2 separate regions of the Gasterosteus aculeatus genome follow, and region 1 is linked to region 2. The links are chromatin contacts, called in public Hi-C maps. All regions are on one chromosome and are shown on one strand. The core of a region is the stretch at or near the end of the contact, and the rest is flanking DNA. Distances in the headings are between cores, read along the strand shown. Region 1 overlaps noc2l (NOC2-like nucleolar associated transcriptional repressor). Region 2 has its middle 24 kb from the start of samd11.

What was found. A called contact is a pair of places that touch in the nucleus more often than the background predicts.
Region 1: a contact with region 2 is called in a Hi-C map of tail fin, with 6 times the contacts expected there. The contact joins two enhancer-like sites. A contact is called at or near these places in 6 of 6 Hi-C or Micro-C datasets (blood and trunk muscle, liver, skeletal muscle and 2 more).

What each region holds. Positions count from the first base shown.
Region 1 is chr2:12,270,235-12,272,934 of fGasAcu3.hap1.1, reverse strand. It overlaps noc2l (NOC2-like nucleolar associated transcriptional repressor), which reads left to right. Exons shown (of 18, transcript XM_040192217.2): 11 at 294-405; 12 at 2,033-2,146. Among protein-coding and RNA genes, the nearest start is that of noc2l, 7.8 kb to the left of the region's middle. Within about 2 kb of position 1,449, at least 6 of the 9 cell types and tissues checked have open chromatin away from gene starts, as enhancers often do.
Region 2 is chr2:12,194,442-12,197,233 of fGasAcu3.hap1.1, reverse strand. No RefSeq gene overlaps it. Among protein-coding and RNA genes, the nearest start is that of samd11, 24 kb to the left of the region's middle. Within about 2 kb of position 1,418, at least 1 of the 9 cell types and tissues checked has open chromatin away from gene starts, as enhancers often do.

The DNA.
Region 1 (2,700 bases), core at 200-2,699, 76 kb before region 2:
GACTTTAGGTAATACAACAATGTAATCATGAGTTTATTTTTCAACTGTGAAATACACAGCCCTGAGTACATATCTTTATCTCTACTGCTTGATAACTCAATACAAGTGTATGTAAGAATAGTATTGAACACAATTATCATTTCTGATTCACAAGTAGCGTTTGGGATTTCATCCCAAAGTCTGATATCATATATTCTGTTTAAAACGCTGATCTGATTTTTCGGGTGAGTGTCACTGTACAATTTGCCAACAGCAGGTGGAGACATTGACCTCGGTTTTCTTTTACCGAACAGACTGGTGCCCTCATCGAGATACTACCCACTGAGGATGCACTGTTGCAGAGCCCTCACCCTGCTGTCCAGCAGCACCAACACGTTTGTACCTGTGCTGCCCTTCCTCCTGGAGGTAGGACGTCATGTCATATCCAATAACCACTAGTCAAAGTGCATAAACTGAAGGGACTGATGGGATTAATACAGCTTGTGTCAAGTTTGCAGCCGTTTAAATAGTTTCTCTAACCATTATACTCAACTGAGAGATCTCAAATGCGTTTGAATTATGCAGAATAGTTAGTCAGTTGGTTGTCTTCATCTCAAGCGGAAACAATAAAAAAGTAGATGTGATGAAATGTTCCGTCAGTGGTTTGCTGTGGAAAACACCAGTGGCGTCTGAATGGATTTTGGTCTCAACGGCCACAACTGAAGAAGTTCAGGGGGAAACGCATCAAAAGATAAAACTGAGAGCGAGAGAGGGAGAGACATCTTTTTATCAGACCAATCACGGGTCACCAACTGACAACATTTTCTCCGGGTCAGGTGATCGTGCGGTTTGTGTGTCTTCTGTGAGCGAGTGTGTGCAAGCGTGCGGTGGGTCGGTGTTGTCATGTGCCAGAGAGCGGAGGGGCTGGCGACAGTGACTAGCTCGGCCCGCCTGGATTGCTCGTCCTTTTTTCCTTTTCTCTGTAAGCGTGTGCGTGTGTGCATGCGGCAGTTTGACCAAAGCAATAAAGGCTCGTTTGTGGTTCACACGCTGGTCCTAACGCGCTGTGCAGACCACATCCTCCCTGCTTATGCCCCCCCTCCCCGAACGCATACTCAGAGCCCCCCCCCGCCCCCCCCCCCCTACAGCAAACCGTGTTTATTTGTGACGCACGATATTTCCTGTGCCTTTTCTGCCTTACTGTTCCCCTTGTTAAAGCACAGTTAACGGCGGGCGGAGGTACGCTGCTACTGTTTTAATTAGAGCAGTAGAAGCAGCCCTTTCCTCCTGTGTGTGTGTCTCTGTGCCTGTGTGTGTTCTCGCATCTCCATGGGGGGTGTATGATTTGGAGCTTCCTGCTTCACTAGCTGTGCGTGTGCGCGTGCATCGCGCTGTGTATACGTGCATGCACCCGGGTTGGCCCATGCCTTCCCACTTCCCTCTGGCTCCCCCGCAGACCGCCACCACATCCTATGTTTGTACAGACAGCACCGGCCAGGAGCGTTGCTCTGCTTCGCACACTGAGCACAGTAACGACCACACACACAAACGCACTGAGATACGGGGAGGTAGAAATAGCCTGATACACAAGTACCAACACAAGACCAAAATTCACTTGCGCATCGTGGGCAGATGTGAAAGCTGACGCTTGTAGACAAAAGCCCACTCAGTGGCTAAAATTTACTTTGACGTACTGTGATGTAAAATGAACATTGCAAGAATGATTGTCACATGAAAAACACCTCAACGTACAGTTCACCTGTGGTTGTTCATTTAAGTTAACCTTGAAAAAGAGGTTTCCAATGAAGAAGCAAATGTAGCTTTTTTTAAATGTACATTGACGCTAAGATAGTTTATACTTTACATTTATTTTGTGAAATTTAAACCAAATGAGCGATGGCAAACAAGGATTAAAAGACCCAATAATCACAAACGTGAACTACGGTTGTCGGGCAACGTGTTGCTATGTTTGGCGCTACGTTGTGCACTTCACTGTGCTACCAAACATCTCTGAAAATATTTGGGTCTGAACTAAACATTTTCTTTTTTACAGATGCTCCAGCAGGTGGACTTCAACAAGAAACCGGGGCGAATGAGCAAGAAACCCATCAACTTTGCAGTCACCCTGAAGCTGAGCAACGTCAACCTGACGGAGAAAGCCTATAAGGTTTGATCCACCACCGGTGCTCCTGGTCTGTGTTGGTGTTAACGAGTGGTTCAATTCTTAGACAATGAGATTTCCCCGTTGTTCCCTTCCCCTGCGTGTTCAGCGCCGTACGTTAGGGGATTGAGAGGATTGCAGCGCGGCCCTCTGGGATTATCCCTCACACTCTGCTCACCTGGGCTATTTCCCCTGCCGTCACCTGGGCGTCTGCCACGAACCGCTGCCTCGTAGTCGCGTAGCAGACCTGACTACACAAGAACCGATCCGTCTGAACCTGAACCCGTGTTAGACAAAATCGGGCTTAACAAAGACAGCCACTCGGTTATTCAGTTACATTTGATTCAATCTTTTCAACGTCCAGCATGTTTTATGGCGTCATGAATATGTATTGGACCCATTAATGTAGCCTGGTAATTGAATTGCCGTTTAATTTCACTACATTCAATCATTCGGTCTGATGTCTGGTTTGTCTTTCGAGGAGGCAGGTTATTTTGTTCTGCACTGACGATACAATTGTGAGTTACATAACCGGCTGTTTCACAAATGGATGCTGTGCT
Region 2 (2,792 bases), core at 169-2,668:
CTGAAACGAGGGTTTGCTGGTTTTCGTTTACACCGAATGGTCACAAGCACAAACACACATGAAATAAGATTTGCTTAGCGCGCCATCTTGTGGAAAGAAGCGGACATCTCATCTGATATGAAACTACCACAACTATTTAAAATTGTTTGAATTATGTGACCGTTGATATTGTGAATACAAGTTAAAATAGTTATTGTACATAATAAATAAATGTGTAGAAAAACACAATATAAGTGCTGATATCCTTAAGGGACTTAAAGGGTTAAAGGGTCATAGACACTAACAATAGAAATTAAAACAGACTGGCCTGAAAATACATCTAACTTAGATTAGAGAAAAACATTTTCCATCTTTTCTCTCAGACTCCCAAAACATTAGACTGACCAGTGTTTGCTATTTTATGAGGAAGGATAAGGAGCGTCTGAACAACATACGGTAGAGAGAGAGGTTTCATAGTTTTGCAAAAAGCTGCACAAACTTTCTTGTTTTGTTACTGAAATTAAATTAGAAAGATTATGGGATGACGAAGATGTTTTACCAATATTGACATGTCGGCTGTGGATGCACATTTGTGGAGAAACAAGATCTGTAATGAAATATGGTCTCACTCACAATCATTTAAACATCCAAGTCCATCAAAAGATGCTAAACAAGATATGGAACCAACTTGGCTCTGTAAACATGGTGATTATACTCACATGTGACTTTATTATATTTACAACCTTACACTAAAGTTATTACTCAAGGAGTTAAATAAACACTGCACGCTCTGGAATAAAAAGGTGGCCGTAAATTTGGGAGGTTTTTAGGAGGCAGAATGCCCATCATTCAGCAGCCAACATCCATAAACTGGGCTATTTCCCCTTTCCTCAGAGAGGCAAGAAATGTTATAAAACCGTGTTATTAATCATCTATTTAATTAGAATCGTAATCATACCAAGTGTTGTGTGAATAGCAGTTAGCTACAGTAGCAGGATATCTATGCGAATAGAGCAACACTCACACATCCTGTAAGGTTTTATGTTAATTTACCGTTAACATTTCCTAAGAATGTTGTGAAAGGTTTGTTAAACCTCTTACGTTAACATTATATATAATATAATAATCTGTGTGTCTGCGGCGTGATTTCATGTGTAATTTTCAGTCCTCATCATCACGCAGGCGAACAAGCCATTCAGAATAAGCCCTCGTTTAGCTCGTGTGTCGATTGGGGATTTTTACCGTTCGGCGATTGAGACAAACTAACGCTTCTAGTTTAAATTGAGCAAAATGTTTCTTCTGAGTTTTATTCGTGTAGTAACTCACCGTTCGTCGAAACGGGGGGAATTCATCGTTTTATTCCCCTGGTGACGTTTAATACGCGGACCGTCTACACCTGTTGTGATTGTCTTTGCGACGCGGGCAGGTGAGCAGCACGTGATTGGTTGCTGACAGTCAACGTCACCGCCGATCACTTCCGGTTAGTTTTCAATGTAAAATATGCAGTTGTTTAGGAATCAGGAATCAGGAAACATTTATTAGCCAAAATATGTCAAACAATCAAGGAATTTGTCTTGGCGGTTAGTGCGCGACAGTAGACAGACAAGACAACAGTGCACAAGTAATAAAATAAAGTGGAATGAAATGCTGATGCAATGGGTTAGTAGAATAAGGCTAAGGCTATGGGTTAGTATAAAACAAGGGAATAAAGTTAAAAAAAATTAAATATTAAAAAGTTAAAAAGAAAAATATTAAGCATAAAGTGCACTAACAAACAAGTAACAGACAAGAGACAAAGTGACAAGTGACAAAGTGATGAATTGCAGTTAAAGTGGCATGTGCAGTATGAGGGGGAGTGACCGGTGGAGTGTTATGGTCAGGCAGTGGGGGACCGGGCTCTGTTGATGAGCCCGACTGCCGACGGGAAGAAACTGTTCGTGTGGCGGGAGGTCGTAGTCCTGATGGACCTCAGCCTCCGGCCAGATGGAAGGGGCACAAACAGTTTTTGTCCGGGGTGGGAGGGGTCGGCCGCGATCTTTTTAGCTCGCTTCAGAGACCTGGAAGCGAACAGGTCCTGCAGGGACGGCAGATTGCAGCCGATCACCCTCTCTGCAGAGCGGATGACCCGCTGAAGCCTGCCCTTGTCCTTGGCTGTGGCTGCAGCGTACCAGACGGTGATGGAGGAGCCGAGGATGGACTCGATGATGGCCGTGTAGAAGTGGACCATCATCGTCTTTGGCAGGTTGAGTTTCTTCAGCTGCCTCAGGAAGAACAACCTCTGATGAGCCTTCTTGGTGATGGAGCTGATGTTCAGCTCCCACTTGAGGTCCTGGGTGATGATGGAGCCCAGGAAACGGAAGGAATCCACAATAGTGACGGGGGAGTCACACAGGGTGATGGGGGAGGGTGGGGCTCTGTTCCGCCGGAAATCCACAACCATCTCCACTGTCTTTAGAGCGTTGAGCTCCAGGTTGTTCTGACTGCACCACGACACCAGATGGTCAGACTCCCACCTGTAGGCGGACTCGTCCCCACCAGAGATTAGTCCAATGAGGGTGGTGTCATCCGCAAACTTCAGGAGCTTGACGGACTGGTGGCTGGAGGTGCAGCTGTTGGTGTACAGGGAGAAGAGCAGAGGGGAGAGAACGCAGCCTTGGGGGGAACCGGTGCTGATGGTCCGAGAGGCTGAGACATGTTTCCCCAGCTTCACGTGCTGCTTCCTGTCAGACAGGAAGTCTGTGATCCACTTGCAGGTGGAGTCGGGCACGTGCAGCTGGGAGAGTTTGTCCTGCAGCGGGGATGATAATGTTGAA